Linked DNA regions of Cyprinus carpio: region 2 is linked to region 1. A link is a contact called in public Hi-C data. All regions are on one chromosome and are shown on one strand. Each heading gives the region's core, a stretch centred on a gene start, on an enhancer-like site or on the middle of the called end of the contact. The rest is flanking DNA. Distances are from core to core; before and after follow the strand shown. Region 1 holds the start of LOC109051977 (signal transducer and activator of transcription 5B-like). Region 2 has its middle 27 kb from the start of LOC109051978.

The links. A called contact is a pair of places that touch in the nucleus more often than the background predicts.
Region 2: a contact with region 1 is called in a Hi-C map of skeletal muscle, with 2.2 times the contacts expected there. The contact joins the enhancer-like site here to the promoter of LOC109051977 in region 1. A contact is called at or near these places in 3 of 8 Hi-C or Micro-C datasets (red blood cells and skeletal muscle).

What each region holds. Positions count from the first base shown.
Region 1 is chrA23:13,831,245-13,837,192 of ASM1834038v1, forward strand. LOC109051977 (signal transducer and activator of transcription 5B-like) reads right to left here and starts at 2,285. Exons shown (of 22, transcript XM_042713975.1): 1 at 2,129-2,285.
Region 2 is chrA23:13,880,227-13,886,137 of ASM1834038v1, forward strand. No RefSeq gene overlaps it. Among protein-coding and RNA genes, the nearest start is that of LOC109051978, 27 kb to the left of the region's middle. Within about 2 kb of position 1,650, at least 2 of the 8 cell types and tissues checked have an H3K27ac peak or open chromatin away from gene starts, as enhancers often do.

The sequences.
Region 1 (5,948 bases), core at 1,035-3,534:
ATATACATACATATACATATATGGCTGAATTAATCCAATATTGCCACTTGCCATTGTGTAATGTTTACTACTTCGGTTTACCGATGAGGTAAGGGTGCCAAGATATATTCAAGCCATTTTAAAGAAATTATTTTCATGGGAAACACTTTTAAATATGTCATTTTGATTATCGAAGATGAGTTTTAAGGGATAAAATTAGTGACTGCAGGAGGACTTTATAGATCTCCATTTTATGTATTTGCAGAGAAGAAATTTAATTTTAAACATTTTATGTTTAAAGGTCAATTCACACAGCAACAACAAACACAGACAGACAGCAAGAGACACTTTGCTGGGTTTTGTCTGATCAGTGTGTAACCCCTGTTTGAGCTTGTTTACACAAATTGAACATGCTGAATTAGTGTTTGTCAGTTTGTGGAATGTCTAAAGTGTGACATACTGTAATTTAGTGGTGGTCTGCATTGGTCTGTGTCTGTCGGTGCAGTGTGAATTGGCCTTTATTACCACAAAGTCTGCTCTTTCATAGTCCTGTTTTGTTAAGGCATCATCCTGGTATTAGATGTCCTAAAATATACTGAAAAAAGGGACAACTGTACAGTAGGCATCTAAAATAAATATGGAAGAGAAAGCTCTGATAATTTGGTTTTGGAGAAATCTGATGAGAAGGGTTTGCATTCACATTGAAATCTCTTAAGTTTGATTAGTGAGTGAATGAATGATGCATTTATAATAATTAATGGACAACAAAGCAATCTCTCAGCATTTCTCTCAGAAAACAAATTAATTCTCACAACAAGCCAGCCTCACACTGAAACTTAGACAGTAGTTGTCACCAGACACTTGGAGCTCTCATCCACTTTACCACTCATCCATTTTATTTTATCTCTTTTCACTGACTGAATGTATGAATGCATTGTTAATAGGCATATCGTATGGCAGAAATGAACAAATGAACAGAAATTAACAAACTCATAGCCTTTTTCACTCATCTAATTAATGTTGATACTACTTGAAATACTGTGACTAATAACACAAAAGACATGAGCAAACAACTTAAAAACTGAGAAAGTATTCATTATTTCTTCAGGCTACAATTGGGAAACACTACTTGTCGTTTGGCAGAGAAGTGTGCATACAATCACCGTTTCCTAATTAAACTTTAAATTAACCTTTATTATTAACTGAATCATTGCAATTAATCATTGCATTGCACTCTTGATCATGTCCACATCCCTGACAAAAACTACCCATCAACAAATAGCATGAAACTCAAAAACTCTAACAATGACAGACAGACAGAACATTGATTTATTTAATCTAATACACTTTGCACAGAAATAAACACTTCACTAAGCCTTTTTAGTGCATTTTAAAAGGCCACAGCAAATTCATATAATATTTATGAAAAATAACAGCATGGGGGTGTTACATCCCAAAGTATGAAGTTGACACAAGCGATGTTACAACAACAGTGAGGAAGGTTTACAAAGAACAGACGTATCTCTAGTGCACAAAAAAAGGCCTAACACACCAATGCCACATACAGCCTATGGGGAACAGAAAGTAGGGCGTGAATTCGAATGCGCGCTCGTGCTTAACACTTAAGTATTTTCCAATATCAAGTGTAGGCGCTTGTGCTTAACACAAGTATTTTCCACTATCAAACTAAAACGTACATATATTACGTGACATTTAGCAGAATAGTATAGAAGTCCGCTACGTTCTAGCCACACAAGTAGACCTTCCTCCCTTGCTATTTCCAGTAGAGTCAAATACAGGAAACTTGTTGAATATGTGAATTCTCATTAAGGCAATGTCCTCGCGTATTTTGTCATGGAGTATCCAGGCACAAATATGGTCATGTCATTTTGGTGTCGTTTAAGTAAGCTAACATATATAATAGCCTAGCTAAACCGACTGCACAATCATACTGAGATTAAATGGTTTTTCTGGTCGCTCGCTACGGCTCGAGAGCGAATTTTCGTGTACAGTAGAGGAAAGTGGGCTATTACAAAACTCATGTTTCCTCCTTACAGCAACATTAAGCGATAAACAAATTCAGGTCGCGATAAACTCACCGTCCGTAGATTATATAGCAAAAATACAATGCTGTTAGAAAATAACTTACCTGATTTCGACGCCAGCTCTTTAACACAAGTTAAGAGATACAGTCTTGCGCCTTCCGTGTGCGTTTGTTGTTTTTTTTCTTTCTATCCACCTACTTTCACTTTACACTGACACTGAAGCTGCAGCCTATTGGTCATCCTGATGCAACTCTTTCTACCAGGTGAATGAGAAACTTTATCCCGCTGGATATTATTAGATATATATATATATATTAGATGTATATATATATATATATTCCGTTTTATATACAAAGGACATTAGATATGTCATCGTTTTTAAATCCAGATTTATGTGTGCCTGAGAAGTGCCTATTTATTTTGTTAAAAATGTTATCTTCATACGTAAAGGGAGTATGTTGATACTTTTGTGAGTATTTTCGTTTTTAATGCCTTGGTACATTATTGTCTTCATACTTTAGCATTTTCCTACCTAACATCTTACTTTTGTGAGCTTCATATTTTTATTAAATTCATATAGCCTAGCCTACTCCTTAACCTAATTCATTGTCTGACTCTGGACAACGTGGTCTTAATGGCCATTCATTTCTTGCTAAAAGTTAATTATATATTTTAATTATTGCAATTATTTTATCAACATTAGTGGCACCTTATTATTATTATTATTATTAAAATTTTAGATAATATGCATTTTAACCTCCTCTCTTTCACTGTGTTGTATGTGTACTATTTGTTTTGCAAAACAATAATGCTTATAAAAAACTTCAAAAAGAAAATGAGTAAATAATTTACTTATCGAAGAATATATTGTAAATTAAAAATTATAAATATATTTCACATTCACACTATAAATTCTAACTCACCTAAAAATATTAATAAATAATATAAAATAAATTTGATTAAATCAAACTGTTGTACATCTTATATTTAAAAGGCAGCGCTGCTGAAACTGTGCTGAAAACCAGTGATCAACGAAGGACAAATTCAAATGTGGTAAGTAACACCATCAGTGAGCTCAACGCAGACAAATACATCTACACATTCTCACTGGTTGTGTGCCAAAACATAGAAAGCAAGCAAGACAACAATGTATGCATCATGCTTGTTCAAGTTAACTTTCAATTCGTCATGACAAAACGTCACTTGTAGGCGGGGAAACAACGCCATTTCTGCTCGGAACGCATGATTTCCAGTAAGGAGTTTCGAAAGAGGTTTCCGTTTTCTCAATTTCTTTTTTGTTTTCATTATTTCTGGTTCTCTAAAATCCAGCGAAGGATAAGCTATGTTGTATCTTTAATGCACTAAAACAAAAAGCCGACAGTCCTGCAATGTTTCACTACAAAGAATAAGGAATCCAACGAAAAATGTCACATTTTTCTTTGAAAAAATAAAATAAAATATAAAATAAACCAATTTAATGTCTACCACTTTAAAACAGGAAAATCCAGCCACGAATGTGTAATAATATACCTCATTCTGAATAATGCATGAACATTTGGATCTATTGAGGTGAAGTGTTGCCTTGTCTATAGTTTATAAGCTACTTTGTGTGTACAAGTTGCTTACATAGTTTTTGTGCACACTTCTCAAGAATCATAGAAATAAATAAATCCGCGTATTCAGGATTATTGTTTTGTGAAGAAAGTCGCTTATTTTGGGCTTGTTTTATCAGTCTAGTTTGCTGGATTTGTGGTGGATCTGGCAGCACATCATTTTTCACATCAGGAAATGTTGAAGTCAGCAAACTGCATCGTCATTAGTAGCCTACGACTAGCCTATATTTAACTATTTCCAATCTTACATTCACTCCCAGAATAACATTTCTTTTGCTCGCCGATATGACTATAGAATAGTGAAGGAGTATTTAATATAAATAAAACATAACATTTTTACTCCCTCCAAAAAAACATTATTGTGTGCTACCACCAGAGGGAAGTGGGACACTATGTGAAAAGTGAACTGATCCGTGCTGGTCACGTTAGGTTTAGGTTCAAAAATGAAAGATTATAAATGTAAAATAATTCTAAATGTACAAATTTTAAAGATTTGATTAAATCAAACTCATCCCATACGGTCCATGTTCAGTGAAGCCAAGGCTGTGTCAAGCTTCAGGCATTCCTCATATCAAAGCCCATTTCCTGACCAGTCATGATACATTTGGCCTGTCTGAGGTCAGAAGAATGCTGTGAGAGCTTCTGGGGTTGTTTACATGTTCAGCCTAAACTTAAACAAAGTCAGAGCTGACTTGGTCAGTCTCCCGCTGATAGAGTTTGACAGGCCCGAAACGTAACAAATGTTATCAATAAAAATTCCGTAAGAGTTGTGCAAAGTGTTTAATTTCTATCACAACAAACCTTTCGCAGCTGTTTTGAAAAGTAACAACTGTGAAAAGAAACATATGGAAAGGAAAAAACGTTATAAGACGCTATCAGAAATTGTTCAAAAATGTGAATCCATGAATTTTGAACTAGTTGCTTATTAGCATGCATATAACTGGCATATTGGCTGTTTATCAGTACTTACAAAGCACATTATAATGCCATATTCTGCATGACCATATTTTAGATCCCTTAATCCTGCACCATACCTAAACTTAACAACTACGTTATTAACTATTAATAAGCAGCAAGTTAGGAGTTTATTGAGCCAGAAGTCATAGCTATTAGTTAATAGTGAAAATTGGAACCCAAAATAAAGTGTGAAAAATCTTTTTTTTTTTACAGCAAAATTATAAATAAACAGATTAATATTTTTAAATCAAGGCAAGAGTCAGTAGATTGTTGGTGGAATGACCTTTTGTTTGTTTACTTTGCATTTTTTCCTCCCTTCATTTACAGCTTTTCATTATTTCAGGGTCCTCTTAGGTAAAGACCCAGCACTGGGTAACACAGATGGCAGCACATCTGGAATCAATACAGCCGAACTGGGTAACTAGAGGGGGGGGGGCTAGTTACGGTTTTTGCCCTGGGGGTCCATGTGTCCCTGACTCCTAAATAGATTTGATTGCTACCAGCTGGCAGCCTTAACTCACCCTGTGTCAGGGATCTCCTCTGATGTCAACCTTGTCAGTATCAAGGCTAGACAGGACAAAGGAGAGTAAGACATGAGCAGTTATGAACAGAGGTGTAGGCAGGGTCTGAGCTATGGGAAATCTTGCTGCACTGCATGTGAACTCTCTGGTTTGCATCATGAACATTTCTACCTTTGTGTGAAAATATTGAGGGCAATTTCCATTTAAAAGTAGAACAAAATAGTACAGATCATTTTTGTGAGAACCTTAAAATATAATGTGCTCTTGAAAGGCTATAACTGAATATATCAATGCTCAAATCACAGAGACTGACTGCAGAAGACATGAAAAAAGCAAAATGCTTGTGCATTCACATTTTTCAGAAAGAATCCTGTCATGTTTCAGGACAACAGGCAAACTTATTTGACTTTTAAAATCACTCATTCTTTTTCATATGCCAAGACCACTCTGACAGATGTAATATGTTTATATACATTCTATATATCACATAATACTAATGTACATAATATTACTATTCATGAATATCATTTGAGAAATTATTTAACACAGAGGGAGTCTTATGGAAGGTGTAAATTGACAGACTGGCTTATGTATGTTCAACTGAGAGATTTTACATTATACACTAAGGTATTCATATTAAGTATTTATACACTCTCAGAAAAAAACTATAACAGCCGTCACTTGGGCGGTACCTTTTCAAAAGGTACATATTTGTACCTAAAGGGTGCATTTTGGAACCTTAAATATTGGTAATTACAGTGTACATATTAGAACCTAATAGGTACAAATGTGTACCTTTTGAAAAGGTACCACCCCAGTGACAATTGTTGTAC
Region 2 (5,911 bases), core at 400-2,899, 48 kb after region 1:
GAACACTCTGGCACTTTTTCACAACTGGCACTTTCCCTCCATTTCAACTGACCATATTTAACCAAATAAATTGCGTGTGTTCTCAGGATAATACTATACACTGCATCACACAGCACAAAAGGTTTTTTTTTGTATTTGTTTGTTTTCCCTACAGATTTTTGACTTTTTAATACACTATAACTCAAAAGTTTGGGGTCATAATATTAAGCATCACGACTGTTTTTAACACTGATAGTAATAAGGAATGTTTCTCAAGTGCCAAATCAGCATATTGGAATGATTTCTGAAGGATCATGTGACACTGAAGACTGCAGTAATGACTGAAAAGTGTGTAATTTCTTTCTCCTATCAAGTATTAATATGCAGAGATTGTGAGCAAAATATTTGTGGAATAATGTCCTGAAAAAGAAACACTTTAGATTCGTGATGCAAATTACTTGAGCTTTATGGAATTATTTAATAGTCTGACTGCCACTACATCATTCAAGCTCCTGCTGCTTTGGAGTATGATACAGAGTATCATGTGTTCTATTCCAGCACTGGAGCTGTTCTCCGCACCGCTGCGGACATTGAAAGAGACAAAGACTAATGGACGGAACAAAGACAGGTCACACATGCACACACACCCTTTAAGACAAGTCACTGACTTTCTCAGAAAATCTCTATTACATGACTTATAATGGAGGGACATTAATACTATGACTAGGATATCAGGATATAATAAAAACAAGATATCTGGCCATCACTTATAGTCTCTCTTTTTCACTTGACTACAAGCGACGAGAGTGCACAATTCATGATGGATTATTGGAAAACTTCACCTCTATAGATTTCAGATCAATAGATCAATGAGTGGGGGGCCACTGCCAGCCCACATGCATCTCTAATATTTGTTAAGGACCCTGGCGATTTGTTGACTCTTGTAATGTTCTTATAAACATACTGTAGGGCTTGTTTTTAGTGAGAAAAATATACTAAATAACAAGTGTGTTATGGTAAAGAATTTTTAAAATCAAAATTCTGTAATATGAAAATATGAAGTTTGTCTACACAACTGTTCAAAATTTGTCATGTAATTTTAATGCCTCTTATGATCAGCAAAGCTGCATTTATTTATTATGAAATATTATTACAATATAAAATAACCATTTCTATTTAAATATATATTTTAAAATGTACTTATTTCTACAGTGGCAAAGCTAATTTTTAATTTTTTTATTTTGGCAGCCATTACTCCAGTCTTTAGTGTCGCATGATCCTTCAGAAATATGCTGATGCTCAAGAAACATTTAATAATATCATCAATGTTAAAAATAGTTGTGCTGCTTAGAAAGTTTAAAGAAAGAGTGTTTATTTGAAATAAATCTTTTGTAACATTGAAAGTGCCTGAATTGTCACTTTTAATCAATTTAATGCATCCTTGCAGAATAAAAGTATTAATTTCTTTAAAATAAAAATCTGACTCCAAACATTTGAATGATAGTGTATGCATGCATACTCACAAATTACCCACAAATCCAAACCAACACATCCACATTTGGTACAGTAAAACCTTAATAGCCTGCTGCTGTCCCCATATGCTCTGTGTGTATGTGCTCGTGCATGAGTGTTTAAATGAATGCATGTAAACGTTTAGCCCCGTGCGCAGCACGCTATGCCTCCCAGCACGGGCTTAGGTGACCCCAGTCAAAATCAATCAGCCCAGCACAATGGGACGAGGAGCACAGGGAGAAAAGCTCGGGTCAGTGACGCGTTTAATTCTCTAGCCCGATTGTCATTGTTCCAGCAGATCGGCCTTTTCTTTACGGGCCTGTAAGCCGGGTACTTCTGCCCCTTTATCGGCATGCTGCAATTATGAGTGTTCTTCAATGCATGAGATGCTGAGATGAGTGGATTAACTACACAGGGGAAATAAATCTAATCTGCCATCTACAGCCTTGAAAATTTAATCACTACATGTGTGGCAGGCGGCCACGTTGATGATGGTGGTAACTGGTATCTTTTTTAGGTACCAGAATGTCAACAAACCTATACAGGTATTTCCAGCAAGATGGGTTATAACTGAACTTTTTGTTCAACTTCAGAAATGAAAACATACAGGTTTGTAGGAGTATCCTCACTCATATTGAATACAACATTGAATACAAGTTTATATTTAAACCATATACTTCAATGTGCACTTCAGAGCTACAGTGCTAATACGCTAGAAGGAGGGTTATAGTATACTGTATGTAGGCCGTTATTCTGTTCCCTAGATAAGCTTTATCAGTGGTTCACAATTGCCACACCTTTCCTCTCACTCATATGACATTAACCAAAACAGGTTTTCCTGAACTGTCCACCACAGATTGTAGAGCTAATATGGGCTATTTTAATTAGTTGCTGTATGAACTCTATAGCAGTTTCTTGTAGCTGAAGCTATAAAAGATTGTTACCACCTCTCAAATAATCATTTACTGCACAGAAGAAACTCTGAAATACATAAAATACTACTAAATACTAAAATCCAGGTTCTAGTAGATTGCAGTACACATACACGCACACTGCACAATTACATCTACATGCTACAGCAGGTTTTTGTGTAGTGAGACCACTGATATATAATGTATTATCATTATAAACATTTCCATGACACTGGCTAAAAAATCCCTTTTAAAATGATCTAATTTATCCATGTTTACCAAGACAGAATCCGTTTTAACATATTTTAAAGTTTGTTTTGTCTAGTTTTAAATTGTTTAAATGTACTTACAGTGTAATAGGTAAGAGGTACAGGAGCAATCAGGAAGCCATTAAAACTGACAGTTAAGGTGACAGCGATGTACTTCAGCATCCTTGATCACACCGACCTGCACCTACGAGCATCACCGAACAAGACATCAGATTCACTGTCGTTGTGATTCTAATACTATAGTGGAAATGGCTGAGACAATCAGTCTTTACCTATAACATCACATTTCCAACACAACTTAAACTGTCCGATGTAAAACAGCAACAAAAGAGATTCACTTTTCTCTTACCCACTTAAGCACAAGACTGTGACTCTTAGTGTTTCATTGTTTCACTCTCGATTTTAGTCCCCTCCAACACTGGGTCAAGTGATGGGTCATGGGTTAACAGGATTTCAGCTCAGAAGGGTGTGCAGTGTCTTCTCTCGCAGCCTGAATCTGAACACAGGAAGTAACATAATTAATTTTATTTTCATATATATTTCAAAAGATGGTTTCTAATACTGACATGAATGTGATGTACAAAAGTGGCCTGTTCCAAGTATAGAGCCGACCCTGTGGAAAGCACAAGATCTGAACGACATGAATCGATAACAAGAAGGACCTTAGATGATATTACAAGTGAGTTTTGTTTAAGAAGAAAAAAACCTGTTCACACCAAGGACGATATCAAATCTAAATTTAAAAGAATAGCGCAGTCCACACCACAACTATAACGATAATGGCACAGAGGAACGATACTGTTGAAATCACTTTTGTTTTCCTATTGTTTCAATCCTGAATCCATCCAGAATCCATTCTGCTTTAAAGATAAAGCTTGTAAGATTCTTTTTTTTTTTTAATGTAAAAATACATTCTCTTAACCCAGTTTAATGTCATTCATGGGTTTGGGGAACAGCAGACAGCAAGCAGTTTCGGCCCAGACCAGCCCACATTGCTAATAAAGTTACAATTACAAACACTATTATAAAATCTAATAAAAATCAACTTAAAATTTCCAACACAGACAAAAAATAATGTTCAGATTCAGTAACAGAATTGCAAGCCAGATATCAAAGACTTGCCAGAATATGCAGAGACAAACAATGGGGTCTGTTTGCAAAGGTTTTAAAATATGCTTTTTGTAATTCCACTAGGTGACACTCCATATTTCACTTTTAAAGAGCTTGACAATGTTATCATGCATTAGTATGAGTGCTAATATAATTAGCATTAAAGTTATCTTTACAGTTATCATTCTAGATGTGAACAGTCCTTAACAATGTCTTTCTACTTCAATTCACTTAATTTCTATCCCTATGATGTGACCTTGGGATGCACCAGCTCTTCAGTGAGGGGCGGGGCTTCGTGAGTTTATTTGTGAGATCATTCGAACCTGAGACAATAGTTCAGCTGCTCATTGCATGTGGAACGTGGCCCCCACCCCCAACCGAACAAGTCAAGGCTTTTTCTTTTGCACAGCTTTGTCTGCATTTTATGATCTTGTTACAAGTCATTTTCATCTATCTGACCTCCTCGGCAGACTCCTGGACCACCATGGCTCTTCGGTTTTCAATAAATCTTTCTGCCCGATCCGAGCCAGAGATCTTCACCACTTTATTCATACAACCCAACACGAAGGTTTTTTAACCGCTGAACTGGGGGAGGGATCGAGAGGAGTGAAAAGTGAAAACAGAGCAGGAGGAGATGACAGAAAAGGAAGGGTGTGAGTTTAGGGAGGAAAGAAGGAGGAGATGTGAAAAGCGAGCCTCGAAGTGCTGTTATGATAGGAGACGTTCTCGCTAGGATAGCATGCATGTTGCCGTGTGTTTGCTGGACCGCAGGCTTCGGCAAGAAATGGCCTTATTCAGCAGGCTTGGCCCAGATGCTCAAATCAGCCCCACACTCCTCCAGGCTATGGTAGAGAGCAGGGGAGCAAAGAGGGGCCACCACAGGAAAAAGAGATCTGATATCCTATCATTAACAGGCCAAATAAATGGAGAAAAAAAACCCAGCTAAACTACTGACCTCAGTTACAGTGTTTATTGGCAGGAACATTAGCGACAAAGGTGTAATCAGCTCACAGCTCTGGCCATGAAACAGCATCTGGAGAGAAACCAATGAAACTACTCCAGACTCTAAAACATGTTGAGACACAGGCCTGATATCTACATAACGAAGAAAAAATGAATTAAAAGACGAAAAAAACCTTCAGTAGTTGGAATAATATTTTTGATTATTCATTAAAATAATTATTTTTACCAAACTGCTTGACTCCTTAATAATATTCGAAAAACTGAAAGTACACTCTTAACATCAGTCAGGCAAGCAGTCAAGCATTATAATATGATAATCAAGTATTATTTAATAATAGACGTTTAGTAATTAGAATTAAAACTTGTTGCTGGTGCTTTTTTTGGTCAGTCAGTGTTCCTGTAAAAAAAAAAAAAAAAAAATACTAACAATAATACAATAAACAATAATGATATCACAGGAATGAATGCATAAATCTGTATCCACTAGTCCACCTCTGACTTCTACAGAGTGACCGCTACATAGTGACCCCCACGCAACACACCATTCTCTCCCTATGCATTTTAAGGGCTGGGCTATGGGAATATATCAAATAGAAATAGTAATTTAGGCGTCCAGTCCCTGGGGGACTGGCCAGGACGAGAGAGCATGGAGCAGAGTGGGACCGTCCACACAGCCCTGAATAATACATGCAGTCTGCTTATTACAAATCTAGCAAGGACATCCCAGGCGCCGCGTGTTAATATTGCTATACCACACACACAAATGCAATACACATACACACACACAAATGCAATACACATGAACGCAACATGAAAGTACAAGCAAATACAAATTTATATGTGCTATGTAGTAATACATACATGCACGCATAAGTGCACTGCAAAACATTCTTTTAGTTGCATAATGGAAAAACATCATGAAAAGAAAATACAGAAACAAATTCATTACTAATTAATACATCAACGTAATGACTTTGACTGGGGTACAAGACAATGGAGGAAATGCACTGAATAATTCATGAGATTAATTAAATATCCATGACAATTTGGCATACACTTTTCCAGCTCTACGTTTATAGTAATAACAAACTCATGAATTTGCATCAGTCATTAAGTACTGTGCCTTGGCTGGATGACAGAACTGTTCAGTAGAGATAGTATAAAGGA